Linked DNA regions of Mus musculus: region 2 is linked to region 1. The links are chromatin contacts, called in public HiChIP or PLAC-seq maps. All regions are on one chromosome and are shown on one strand. Each heading gives the region's core, a stretch centred on a gene start, on an enhancer-like site or on the middle of the called end of the contact. The rest is flanking DNA. Distances are from core to core; before and after follow the strand shown. Region 1 holds the start of Slc6a6 (solute carrier family 6 (neurotransmitter transporter, taurine), member 6). Region 2 has its middle 33 kb from the start of Lsm3.

What was found. HiChIP or PLAC-seq counts read pairs in DNA pulled down with a chosen protein or histone mark.
Region 2: a contact with region 1 is called in an H3K4me3 HiChIP or PLAC-seq map of craniofacial prominence, with 4 times the contacts expected there. The contact joins the enhancer-like site here to the promoter of Slc6a6 in region 1. A contact is called at or near these places in 3 of 39 promoter capture datasets (the SN4741 cell line, frontonasal cranial neural crest and maxillary cranial neural crest), 1 of 15 datasets of contacts at CTCF or cohesin (the NIH/3T3 cell line), 18 of 115 datasets of contacts at active chromatin or transcription factors (the 230-238 cell line, the NIH/3T3 cell line, SST interneurons and 14 more) and 2 of 9 other capture datasets (adipose tissue and liver).

Annotation. Positions count from the first base shown.
Region 1 is chr6:91,681,059-91,688,365 of GRCm38.p6, reverse strand. It overlaps Slc6a6 (solute carrier family 6 (neurotransmitter transporter, taurine), member 6), which reads right to left and starts at 4,299. Exons shown (of 15, transcript NM_009320.4): 1 at 4,058-4,299.
Region 2 is chr6:91,545,788-91,552,793 of GRCm38.p6, reverse strand. No RefSeq gene overlaps it. Among named protein-coding and RNA genes, the nearest start is that of Lsm3, 33 kb to the right of the region's middle. Within about 2 kb of position 2,408, at least 19 of the 459 cell types and tissues checked have an H3K27ac peak or open chromatin away from gene starts, as enhancers often do. A contact at or near this core is called in craniofacial prominence, where this site is marked.

The DNA of each region.
Region 1 (7,307 bases), core at 3,050-5,549:
AACTTCCCCAACTCCCCCACCACCCCTGACACACACACACACACACACACACACACACACACACACACACAAAGACAAACATTTCTATCTTCCTGCTTCTCCGACCCCACCCCCCTAAGCCCAGCCTCAGCGCGTGTTTCCAAAAGAATCCTTTAACCCAAAGTGGTCAGAAGGGAAAATCCTGCCGCTCTCAGGCCTGCCCATAACTTTCCCTAAAGATGCCAGATCTGCACGCTCCAGGGAGGTGGAAACCAGCAAGTTAATGGCCTGCCTGGTACCTGTTAAACAGGGTGTCCAGGCTTCACCTGGTGTTTACAGAAAGAACTTGGGGCCAGATTCTTTGGTCCAGAAAATACCTTGTACCCTGTCTAATGGTAGGCCAGTAGGCAGCCACCCTTGATCTTTGGAGCCCAATCCAGTTCCTTGCTTACCATTAGGGGTCTCTCCCCAGGCTCCAACCTTGATTGACTCCTGCTACCGTCCCTACATGCTGTTCAAACCTATTTGTCTCCCTGCTGCCCTCCTGATAACTATAAGCCTGAAACCCATAGCCCTCCATCATCTGGCTCTGGCCACATCTATTCATGGCCTCTCTCTAACTGAGACCCTATGGACACGTTCTATTAGCTATTTCATGTCACGGTACATTTAAACCCTCTGTGTCCCTGCCTACCAGGCCAGCTCACCCTGCCTCTCTGCCCATAAGAAGCATTGACTCCAATATTACCTCTGCCTCACCAAGCACACACTGGCTCACGGGCTCTTAAGTCTCCCTCAAGGCAGTCATGGATGGCTGTGGTCCTTGCAGCAGCTACTCCCTCTAGGTTATTAGTGCCTCAAAGCCAACATTCTACCCCAAATCCAATGCCTGCCCAGAGCTGACCTCAGCCAAGGTTTCTTTTTTTTTTTTTTTTTTTTTTAAAGATTTATTTATTTATTATATGTAAGTACACTGTAGCTGTCTTCAGACACTCCAGAAGAGGGAGTCAGATCTCATTACGGATGGTTGTGAGCCACCATGTGGTTGCTGGGATTTGAACTCAGGACCTTCGGAAGAGCAATCGGGTGCTCTTACCCACTGAGCCATCTCACCAGCCCCTCAGCCAAAGTTTCTTAACCACCTAAATGAGACACATTAAGAAAGAGCCCTAGGCCAGGCAGTGGTGGCACACACCTTTAATCCCAGCACTTGGGAGGCAGAGGCAGGTGGATTTCTGAGTTCGAGGTCAGCCTGGTCTACAGAGTAAGTTCCAGGACAGCCAAGGCTACACAGAGAAACCCTGTCTAGAAAAAAAAAAAAAAAAGAGCCCTAGTTCTCCACCAGGGCATGGATGCCCCAGAACCATAGCTACTCCACACAACACATAGATTCAAACTTCTTTGGCTAGGCTAACTTGACAAACACCACGAAGCAAGCTGCAGCCTCCTCAAAGAGTCTGATTCTTGCCTACAACCACTGCCAAAGTCAGTCGGCACAGCTGGAACCCCAGGCCAACCCTCTATTCCCACCCAGATCGCAGCAATGGCAGTAGCTGGGCAACATTCCAGGGAGTCCTTGTGATTGACAGCTCTTTCCTGTCTCCAGGAATGTGCTCAGTGACTCATGGCACCTTATCACTGAGACCTTTGGAAACTTTCGGAGAACTAAACCTTTGACAAGTTGAGGTTAGAAGCAGGGAGCCCCCCTCACCCCCAGTGCCCAGCCTGCCTTTGGGTTGGGTGGGGGTGGGGTGGCACAACACCTGCTGCAGGTGGATGGATGGTAGCTGGGCTCCACTGGAAGGTGCAGAGAAGCAAGAAGGAATATAAGGTACTAAGGACCACCCCCACCCATACACCCTCCAGCCCTAAGGACCAGAATACCTTTGTCTCTCCTTTTCTCCAGAACCTTCTCCACCTTAATGTCCCCATCTTAATGTCCCCAACAAATCAGTGGCCCAAGTGCCGTGAAGCCTAAATGTACAGCTGGCCATGGCAAAGCTTTTTGGAATCCCAATTCTGTATAGTGCAAGCAAGGCAGGCTCCTAGGCAGTTCTCATTGACCCATCTATAGAATGGGCTGTTCCCCCAGCCCTGAGCCTCCAGATTCTACCAAGCAGATGTGGATACAGAGGGGGTTAGAAAGTCAGGAAGGCTGACCACAACAGAGCTACAGGCAGTACCAGGGTATCCCCAAAGGACAAAAGCTCTCTCCGGACAGCACCATGGCCCTTGCCACATACCACAGTGACCTGAGACCTCGTGACACCCTCTAATCAGCAGCTCTAGAGCCGAGCCCGGCTTTACAGCTTACCACAAGCTTATTCAGCCTCATCTCCCTCAATCCCTTCAAGGACAAGGCGAGGCTGGCCTTAGCGTCCTTGTCGCCTGGACAGCCAAGCCCAAGCTAAGAGAACTACCCAAGGTCACCATTAAGAGGAACACAGTCTTTCTGGGGACAAGAAGACTCTTGGATCCCCAGTTGACATATCCAATGGGTAGTATGCCCCACCCATTTTACAGATGAAGAGACTGAGGACAAGAAATACTGCCCAAGGTTAACTGAGTGGCTGAACCAAGGCCTAAGACAACCTCCAACCATCTGCCAATACCATCCTATTGTGGGTTCTCAGCTGGTGCCTAGGTCCCCCTCCAGCCACCCACCATCATCTTGCTAAAACACCTCCCTCTCACCCCCCACTCCCCGATGACTCCCTGGTAGAGAGGGAGGCAGGCAGGCCGTTGCTAAGCACTCACCAGCTCTCTCATAAAAATAAACTCCTTCTGGCTTAGAGACTCTGAGTGAGATCCCCTCCCTACCAGCAACAAAAAAAAAATTTTTTTTTTCTTTTAATTTAAAAAAGATCTCTATGACATTTATTTGAAAGCTAGCTGTGCCAAATCGGAGGCCAATTTACTGACATCCAATTGGAGCCACGTGCTACCAATCCGCAGTCCGAGGACCCTCCGGGTCAAGCGCCTGGCCAGTCTTTGAGATGATTTATTTCCCCAGGCAGGAAATGGGGGCCCAGGCTGTCTCCCAAGCCTTTGGGGCTGGTCCTAGGGAAGGCAGGGATCTGGCAGAGGCCAGGCAGTGACCAAAATAGCCAGGTCGGTGGCCCTGCTGAGCACACGCCTCCCTTGCCGCCAGGCTACAGCCTAGGTTGAGGCTTTGGGACTGTAGGATCTGTTCCTGAGACTGGTTCCTTGTGTGGCTTCCCCAGTGGGAGCAGACCAGAACCTCCCACCCAAAAGAGGAACCCATAAAGTGAAGGGGAGCAGTCTAGAGGAAGATGTGTTCAGCTGGTGCTACCCATTGCCCCTGGCTGTCGTTTCGGGCCTCAGCCCTGCTACTCAAGCCTGGGAGCGACTGTCACACCTGCGTGCCACACCCAGGCAGCACCTGGAGCCATACCGCCCTTTTACCTCTCCTAAATACTACGAAGAACCAAAGATGTCCATTGGGCCCACTGGGCACAAGGGATGGCCTCTCGGGTACAGCTAGAAGACACTAGACTTGCCCCCAACCACAGATCCAGGGATCCAGGCACATTCGGGCACACACACGTGCACACGGCCAGGGTTCCGGAGACACAGCCACACGTACAGGTTCACATAGGCAAGATGTGTGTGTGTGTGTGTGTGTGTGTGTGTGTGTGTGTATCAGAAGACAGAGCCACACGGCCACACTACACTCAGGTAAGGCAGCCCCGGACATAGCCCTGGTCATATCACACACCCCGGGGCGCACATGTACACGGCTGCCTAGGGTGGAGAAACAGCCACTCTCAGAAACAGAGACATCCAGGGACAAGGAGGCACCCCGTGGGACACACACACACACACACACACACACACACACACACACACACCTGCCGCCGCACCAGCAGCCCCAGCCCCTTCGCCAGGGAAACAATAACTCCCTCTCCAGCAGAGCTGAACAGGAGACCCTCAGTCCCTCCCTCAGGGGTGAAGGGGATGAAAGAGCGCGGGGAGGCCAGACCCGCAGGGACCCGGTGAGGTGGCGGAGCGCGGCCCGGGGAGGGGGCTGCAGTCGCGGCCCACACGCCCTGGGTACCTGGGTGGCTAAGCCCACAGCGGATGGCCCGGGGCTGGCGAGGCTGGCGGGACTGGCGGCGATCGCGGCGTTGGCGGCTGGGCACGGGAGCTCGGCAGCAACCAGGTCCCGGAGCACGACGCTGGCGGCGGCGCGGAGGAAGCGGTAATTTATAAGCGGCTTCTCCCTGACCTCGCGTGTCTGTTGTCTGAACAGGCAGCTCTCCGCATCACCCATCCTGCTGGGTGGAAAAATACCAGCTTGGCCGGGCCTGGGCGGGGCCTAGGGAGGGGCCTGGTCTGTCGGCCACGCCCACACACGGGGCGCGCGCGCGCGCGCGCACACACACACACACACACACACACACACACACACACGCACGCACGCGCGCACGAGCTCGGACACACAAAGAGCCGGAGCTCGCCTCGTCGAGCGCGCGCACCCATCCTCATGCTCCATCCAAACGCTGGTGGCTAATGGCACTGCTCAGGCCTCTCATGCAGGCGATGAGGAGTTAGAGACCCAGACCCCTGGCTCATCTCCTGTCCTGATATTACCACACCACAACGCTCTCTAACACACCCACCTAGGTCTGTGGACGAGGCCTGTGGCTGCCGCAGCAGCTAGATCCCTACCAGAATCTGCTCCTCCCCCATTGCCCCGAGTCCTCTCAGGGCCAGTGTGCAGCTCTGCAAGCCTGGCTGAGCTGCCGTGGAAGTGATAATGGAGGCCAAGTCCCCCACCCCCACCCCCACCCCCACCCCTGGCCCACATGAGGCTGTGTTTTCGAAGCGCCCCGACTTCGTCGTGGCTGTGTGACATCAGGCAAGTTCCCCAGACCTTCTGTGTCTTAGTTTCCTCATCTGTAAAACGGAAATAAAAATAGTGGAACTCATCACTTCTGGCTGCTGGGAGGGTCCAAGGTTAACAGTGTAAAGAGTCTGAACAGGACACCAGGCACCTAGGAAGTGCCAAACGAGTGTCAGCAAATGTGACTATTTTTAAATGGAGATGGGGAGTGTGCCATTATTCTTGTCCTTATTTGAATGAGCATGTCCTCCATCTGATTGTACACACCCACAGCCTGGCTGAGCCTGAGGTGGCGCTGTGTGACCTTCAGTAAGGCCTTCCCCCTCTCTGCTTGCCCACTTCCTTTTCTTTCTTCTCCACTCTCTCTGCACATAAGTGTCAATTATGTAGCATGGCTATCCTGTCTCTTAAACTGGGAATGGTAGCCCCAGACCTGACCAGCCTGAATCCATTGTCCTAGGCTGGCATAAGACACCAAGAAGCAAAATAAGGTGGTGGTGTGACTCAAGCCTTTAATCCCAGCGCTGGGAGGCAGAGACAGGCAGATCTCTGAGTTCAAGGCCAATCTGGTTTACAGAGTGAGTTCCACTAAGGCTGCACAGAGAAAACCCGTCTTAAAAAAAAAAAATCCAGACTCACATTTCATTACCCACAGCACAAAGGGCTGAGACCAGGGGGTAGGTCAGAGAGTAGGAAAGTGGCTGTTTTGAACCCAGAGCAGACTTCAGGAAGCCCAGAGCCTTTGGGCAGACAGAAGGGTGGGGGTGGGGAACAGAGGAAGCAAGGGCTGTAAGGCTGCAAAAGCCTGCAGGCATGGTGTCACAGGACTCTACAAAGAGTCAGGGCAGGGGAGGCCACAGAGGCCTGGCAGGCCCAGGGATTCAATTCGGAAAGCCTGGGCAGGCCTGAGCCTAAGAATGATCGACACAGTATCACACAAGGGATGACTGGGAAGAATGGGAGGAGGTGGCTCAGGCCTTCATCAGTCTCCCCTTCTGTAATGTCAACTCGGTGAGATCTGGTCCTCGAACTCCCATCAAGTACACAAAGCATCACAGGCCTGGTGCACAGAAAGTGCTCAGCTACACTTGCATTTATTTATGTATGTGTATGTAAGTGTGTATGTATTATATTTTGAGATAGGGATGGCACTACATTGCCTGGCCTGGTCCCAAATTGTTGGGTTCCAAGTCACCTTCCTACTGCAGAGCCCTTGGGTAGCTGGGGTCATAGCTGAGTGACATCTGGGTCACTGCAACTACTATATTTATTTAGTTAGTTTCCTTTCTTCAGCATTTTCCCGGCTGGTAGAATTCACTTCATGTAAACAAGGCCAACCCGCCCCTCCCCAGAGCATCCCTGGGAGCTCAGCACTGCTAGTTCTCCCACTTTACAGAAGGGAAAACTGAGCCACAGAGAAAATAGCTGGCCTGGGGGACGCTTGGCCAGTGAGTCACAGGGCTGGAATCTAAACCTAGACCATCTGTTTGTTTCCAGGGGAGCTTTGGAAGAACCCAGCCCCAGGCTGTGGGTGCAGCAGATCAGTCAGGCATGGAGTATGAACTTAACATGTGAGAGGCCATGGACTGTCAGAGCGGTCAGAAGTCTCAAGCAGGGCAGCCTGAACTGAATCCAGCCCCAGATGTTCTGCTGCTTGGCCTGTGGTGGGCTCCATCCATCGTGATTTGAGTTCATTGCCAGGAATCAAAATTGATATATGAATGCATGTACCCTCACCTGCTCAGCTGCTTAGGCAAGATTGCCTAGCCTAGGAGTCTAGAGGTGGCCTGACAACATAGAGACACTGAGTCTCTTTAAAAAAAAATAATTTCAGGCTGTTGGGTGGTAGTGCATTCCTTTAATCCACTTGGGAGGTAGAGGCAGGTAGATCTCTTGAGTTCCAGGCTAGCCTGGTCTAGAGAGCAATTCCAGGACTACACAGAGAAACCTTGTTTCAAAAAACAAAAATAGATAATAATCATTATTAATAGTGTTATATAATAATTGTTATAATTATATGTTATAATATAATTATAAAATAATACTATATAATAATGATATTCTTATTACTGTTATTTTGATCTGGGCATGGTAGTATTCACCTTTAAACCTAGAGGGCAGAGGAAGGTGAATCTCTGTGAACTTAAGGTCATCCTGGTGACAGTGAATTTCGGAGTAGCCAGGACTACATAGTAAGAGCCTGTCTCAAATAATTTGCTCAAACACAATGGCACATACCTGTAATCCAAGCATCTAGGAGATAGAGGATGTGGAGTTCAAGTCCAGCCTTGGAGACAGAGAGTATGAGACCAGTCTTGGCTACACAAGACTCTGTGTCAAACAATTTAAAAATAAAATAAAATAAAATAAGTAGGGGGCCAGTGAGATAGAACAACAGAGCTCCAATTGCTCATGCAGAAGGCCAGAGTTTAGTTCCCAGGACCCACAGCAAGCAGCTCAC
Region 2 (7,006 bases), core at 1,159-3,658, 130 kb after region 1:
ACACACATAAAGGAATTAAAACATAAAAAGCAAAAACACCCTACAGAGTTCATGATATAGGTGCACTTCCCTAAAAGGGTGTTCATATTTTTCTCTCAGGACTTTATAGAATTGTAAGCTTAAGTGTCCCGAATCCCTAGCTGAAGAGGGAAGACTCTGAAGGCCAGGCACTGGTGCTTCCTGTAGTGTAGTGCCCTTCCTTGTTTGCCTTGGCTCCAACATCCGTGCCTGTTCATCCTCTTTCTGGTACAAAGGACGGCATAGCAAACTACAGGGAACGGGGTCTGTTATTGTTTTGAGGCAAGATCTCACGTAACCCACACTGGCTTCGAATTCACTCAGTAGCTAGACACAATACTGAATCTTCATCGTTTTGAACCCTGATCCTCCTGCCTCCAGCCCCTAAATGCTGAGATTGCAGTATGTGGCCAGACTGGACTTGTCTAGTCTTTTCAATAAACTTCTGGTATAGACACAATCGATGTGGCCAGCCACCATCGTGTTCTGCAGATGAGAAGAACAAGAGCCAGCCCAAGTCACACTGCTGATCCAAAGAGCTAAGATTCAAACACCAGTGCCCAGCCGCTGGGGCTCAAGCTTGTCTCCACATGGCCCTACCATTCTTCCATCTGGGCCCTAAGGAAGCAATTCCTCCCTCTCAGCTCTGTCTAATAGAGATCTCTGGAAAGCCAAGGGTTGGTCTTTTACTATTCTCTTCTGGCACCCTTTCTGTAAGGACAGAAGGCAGTTTGTTCTGGAAACACTGCTTCTGAGGAGCAGGGGAGCCAGGGAGCTGGGGAGCTGGCTGGAGCAGAAGAAGCTGGAGAAGGTAGCAGTGCTGGCTAGGCCTCTCCAAACAGCACCTTGTCCAAGTGGGCTCCATCCCAGCAGCATGGTTCAGAACCTCAGCATCTATGCACAGCCAGCCCTGGCCTGCCTCATGGCTGTCATCCTGGTTGAATCACTGGCCACCCACAACATCTTACCCACCACTGATTCCTGCTTCTGGCATCAGCCCTAGCTATCTCACAGCCCTCCTTACTCAAGTCCCATCCTACATATTGAGCAACATATCCTGAACCAGCAGCTTGGACCAGCAGCTTACGGTATTCACGGCGATCTCCCTGCAGCCAGTGAAGAAGATGCTATGGGACACAGGGAGGGTAAAGGTCACACAGCGAGTGACTGACCACACCTGTAGAGGTCTGGATCCCCCTCCTTCCATCACACTGGATCTTATGGACTCCCCTGCAGAGAACCCCAAAGATCTCAGTCCCTTTGGTTTTGGTCTGATTTCTCATCTCTTCTTTTGCCTTTCCGTCTCCATCCCTCCCTCCACATACCTCTTTTAATTCCCACTAGTCAGGGTCTCACTCTGCAGTTCCCAGGTGCTGGAATACAATGTAACTCAGGCTGGCCTTTCTTGAATCCACAGCAATCTTCCTCATCCTCTCAGATATGAAGATTGCAGACTTGGTTCATCATTACTGACTTTCTTTCTTTCCTTTTTTTAATGTGTAAAAGTGTTTTGTTTACATGTATGTATGTATGTATGTACATCATCTGCATACCTGGTGACCAGGAAGGCCAGAAGAGGGCAATCAATTCCCTGAGGCTGGAGTTACAGATAGCTGTGAGCAGGTGTTGGGAATTAAAACTTAATCAGTGTCTTTGGGTTTTACTCCTGTGAACAGACACCATGACCAAGGCAACTCTGTAAGTACAACATTTAATAGGGGCTGGCTTACAGGTTCAGAGGTTCAGTCAATTTTCAAGGTGGAAACATGGCAGTATCCAGGCAGGCATGGTGCAGGAGGAGCTGAGAGTTCTATATCTTCATCTGAAGGCCACTAGGAGAAGACTGACTTCCAGGTAGCTAGGACAAGGGTCTTAAACCCCATGTCCATAGTGATACACTTCCTCCAACAAGGTCACACCTCCTAATAGTGCCACTTCCCATGAGCCAAGCATATTCAAACCACCACACCTGGGTCCTCTGCAAGAACACAAAGTGTTCTTAACCACTAAGCCATCTCTCCAGTCCCCAACTCCTTTGTATTGTTGAGAAGAGTTGCAGGAGGGAAACTCAGGAGACAGAAGTGTGTGTGTGTGTGTGTGTGTGTGTGTGTGTGTGTGTGCATTTTCTCTATCTGTGACAATATGCCTTATGCTGGATATTTTATAAGCTCACAGTTCTGGAGGTTGAAAACCCAAAACCCAACAGTTATACCTCTGGTGTCAGGATATGGTGGCATTTTGTTGTAAAACTGAGAGCTCTCATGGTAAGACAAAACCAGAGAGCAAGGGGCGATCAGGTTTGTTCTGGGGCTGAAACCTACCTCCCTGGGGCTTGCAGAGACTGGATCAACAGTTCTGCCACATGAAGACAGATGCATACGGCTCTAAACCTCAGCTCTGTGTTTTCTCTTCATGTCCCAGTTTAAAATTGGGAAGACGGTTTCCATGTTAGAGGATATGGTGTGAGCATGAAGGACCACTGCAGCCCTTGCTTTTATTGTCTTGTCCTGTGTCACGGTTGTGTTTGCTATTAGCAGATCACAAGCTCCTGGAAGGAAGGGCCCGTGTTTAACTGCACACAGTGGTCATCACTACATTAATGCTTATGAAAGTAAATTTGAAGTACGTGCTGCCCTCCTCACTCTGTCTAGCTGCTCAAATAGTTGTTCACTCCAACTCTCTGTACCCTTTGCCCTCTCCATTTCTTTACATAACACCAGTGGTTTCCTGCCTACAAAAATAGACTAATTCAATTATTCTGTATTTATCAGTTAGAACCAATGGAATGAAAATAAGCTTCCATAGCACAAAACCCCCAGATGTTTGGGGTTAGTTTTCTAACACAGCGTTCAACTATTTTACTTATTTAATGTTTTTCTTAAGAGGCAAAACAAAACCAGTCTGCCCTGGGATTTGGAAAGAGGATCCGATTTTCTTGGAGCCTCCCGCTCCCTGCTGGGAGTGGTGTGGGCATGTGGGACAGACAGGTAATGGGAAACAGCTGCTTGGCCCATGTCTTCTCCCAAGCCCCAAATTGGTGATGAGGTGCCGCAGACAAAGGGCAGGCAGTGATGGTTTGGGCGGGGGTTCTGTGAACAGCAGTTAAACCCTTCTCACTAGGCTGATGGAGTGAAGCAGAGGCTACCCAGATGGGCAGCCTCTGGCATTAGAAGCTGTGAGTGCATACCCAGAGAGATGAGTCTGACAGGCCTGCCCTTCCCTCTGATGCGGAGAGAACGTCCCCAGCAGACATTGATGCTCTGAAAAGCTCATCCCAATGTCTTGTCCCGCAGTGACCTGGTCACACTCCATGATGCTGTGACATGACATGACCCTAAACAGCAGGCACATTCAACTTCAGAAGACATCATTTAGACGAGGAACCAAAAGACCTTCATATAAAGGATCAGGAAGAAAGAGTATAGTTGAGGCTCCACAGAGAAGGTGGGTTTCTGAATAAGTGCTCGGCAGTGCTCGTGTGGTGTGGAAGCAGCCATAGACAACATGTAAATGACTGAACGTATCTATTTACAGAAACTTGTGGGGCTGGATAGGTTGGCTTCTGGCTTCTTCACTGGCCTCTACGCTCAAACCCCATGTGGTTTCTCACTCCCTCAGTGTGAAATGAAGGTCCTGAGTATGGACAGGATGACCTGCAGGCCTGACCTTGCTTGCCCCTCTACCCTTGTTTAGGGCATGCCCAGGTCATTCCTTCCCCCAGCCGTGAGCTCAGGCTGCTTCCTTCAGTGCAGCAGGCTCCTTATCCCTACTTCTCCGTTCACACCATTCACACATTCCTCCTCTTCGGGGTCAGCACAAATGCCATGTCCTCAGAAAGACCATCCATCCCTGTGGCATCTGAGACCACATGACCATGCCCTCTCTCTCTGGTCAGGAGTTGCCATGGTACCCACCCAGTTTTATTCTCTGCGCAGCACTGACCACTGTTGGAAAAGATCTTCTGTGGTTTGGTGTGTATTATTCACCACCATCAGTTCCAGGAGAGCAGCAGACTCTATCTCCAGTGCCTCTGGCCCATAGAGTTGGAGTACAGGAAGTATGTAAGAGTGACCAGCTGGCCTCCCTCAGTCTCTCAGTCCCTCTATTCTCTCAGCCATGTTGCTGATTAGAGGTATCTTTTTAAAAATTAGGACCTGATCATGGCCCATTTCTACAGAGTACACTTAGAATAACATTCAGGCCCCCACTATTGCCCCTGAGGTGCTGCAAAGAGGACCCTCTGTCTTGTGCCCCCAGACCATTTCTCCCATCCTGAAGAGATGGTTGCCTGTAAGTGTAGTGATGTGACTCCAAAGGATGCCACTTGGCAGTGGATGTGATTTTGTATTGATAACAGACAATGGGTAATGTTCCAGGGATTATCTTTAAACAAAAGAATGAGGCCATAGATACCTGACACATGAGTGGCTGGGAAGGTGTCCAGTTTCCTCATGTCTCCTCACCTCTCCTGTGGCATAGTCAGGATAGAAATGGAGAATTTCTTTGTTGCACATTGATGTCAAAGACTAACCCGGCTGGGAGCACCTACTGTGTTTTCTGACCTGACTGAAACTACTACAGACAATGGAGGGGAAGAGATGACGCAGAGCTGTCTGTCAGCAGTTTCAGTCCTTTGAGTCATGGACTCCTTGCATACGTTTATCTTGTATTGCTTTCTCCAAAACTGAAAAGCTACTTACCATCCCACAACAGAACATAGGCAGTATGGACAACTCTAATGAGTCTTAAGATGCATACTGGTTGCGTTATATAAAGGAGAAAATTTAATAAGTGATTATCTTTTGTCTTCCTCTCAAAGAAGGCCCAGGAATTGATATCCAAGTAGCTAAATGTAATACCACACTTCTAAATGACATGACATAAAATATGTGTTTCAGATTGCAAGAGAATTCATCTTCCCTCTTGGACATTAACAAAAATATTTTAATTTTAAGTAGGAAGGATCACGGTCCATTAGAATTTCTTTTTTTCTTGAACTAGCTTATAAAATGCTAATTGTTGAACTGGGTGTGGTGGTATCCACCTTTAATTCCAGTACTTGGGAGGCATAAACGCCTCAAACCTCTGAGTTTGAGGTCAGCCTGGTCTACATAGTAAGTTCCAGGACAGACAGGACTACATAGTGAGTCAAAAAAAAAAAAAAAAAAAAAAAAAAAAAAAAAAAAAAAAAAAAAAAAAACCAAAGCAAACCAAAGTAAAGCAAAAACCCAAACCACCACTATCATAAGCACCAAGTTAACTGCTGACTTGAGGTACAGTGTTAACAACAAGCTCAGCTCATGCACCCCACTTCTGGTCATTTTTTTTTCTTTGAGACAGAGTTTTGCTATATAGCCCAGGCTAGCCTTGAATGCAGGGAACTCCTATCTCTATCTCCCAAGTTCTGGGATTAGAGAAACATGACCCAGAAATTTGGTCATGTTTAAAGTCAAGTCAAGGAACAAGGTATCACACCCTTTTAGGCTTATAAAAGAGGACATTTTGGTCCAGTGTGCTCTAATGCTAGTCTTGTTTTTGCTTTAGCTCCTTTTCCTGTTGCTAACTCTTGAAGCGCTGAGTTTCTCCATCTTTCTGATTATCTTTGGATTTGAGTATTTCCTGACATTCACACATCTGCTCCCCCTTTAAGGCAGTGGTTCTCAACCTTTCTAATGCTGTGACCTTTTTATATAGTTCCTCATGTTGTGGTGACCCAATCATAAAATTATGTTCACCTCTACTTCATAACTGTAATTTTGCTCCTGCTATGAATTGTAATGTAAATATCTATGTCTTCCTATGTTCTCAGGTCACCTGAGACCCTAAGGGTAAAAGAGTTGTTTGATCCTCAGAGGGGTTGCAACTCACAGCTCAGAATCACTACCCTGAGGATTTAGTCCTCTTGCTTCGATCATCTTCCAGTCTTTCCATATTTTCTGTGACCTAATTGATGTTTCAAGCAGAGATCAACTCTGATATTTGACCCTTGACCCTTGAGTAGGGAGCAAACACTAGTGTAAGGTTACAACAACACTGGAGAGATTAGGAACAACATGATCTATTCTCTGGGCATACACAGCCTCTTCCCTGCCCTCTCACCCTGTACTCACTGCCTTTCCATGGACCGGAAACTCCCAGCTTCGCAGGACTGTCCTTTCTGTTTTTTTTTTTTTTCCTTTTTCCTGACAACTTTATCAGAAAGCCCAAGTTGTCAACAAGCCTGAGAGCCCTGCAGTATTCTATTTCCTGCAGAGTGCTGATGTGTGGCATGAACTCCAAGGCAGCTGTCACCACACCCTCTCCCTGTCACTTGCTGAGAGCGGCGACTCGGCATGCGACAGGAGTTAATCACTCCCACTTTTCACCAGAGCAGCTCCCTATGCTTGTTCAGCCCCTGGTCATTCATGCTCCACAGATAAGTGATAGCCATAGCCACAGCTGGAACGTGGGCATGTTTCCAGAGTGGCCAGATATAGCCCATTATCACCACAGCTACAGTGCGTGGGCTCATTGAGAAGTTACTGGACACTTTATCAATGAGGGATGTGAGCCCAGGAACACTGGTGCTGGGTTTCCTGAGAAGGAATGGAGGTGAAGATGACGTCTCCTGAGATAGCACCAGCTGCTTATCTGACACGTTTGTCAAGCGTCAATGCGTGGTCATCCCAGGTAGAGACACACTACAAAATGCCTAGCCTGGAAGATGGTGGAGGACTTACAAATGGAGAAAATGAGACCCACGATAGGGTCAGAGTGGACCAAGGTCATATAGGGAGACTGTGACAGAAGCTCTGACTTCCATAAAGCAAGATCAAGACCCTGTGCCCTTTGTGAGCTGTACTGAACTTTATGTGGAAAGAAAGGGTGTTTGAGGTTTGCCCTGTTAACTTGACAAAGCCTAGCATCACACGAGAAGGGAGTCATGACTGAAGGATTACTCAAATCAGATGGACCTATATATAGCATGTTTGCCAGGGCTTGTCTTGAT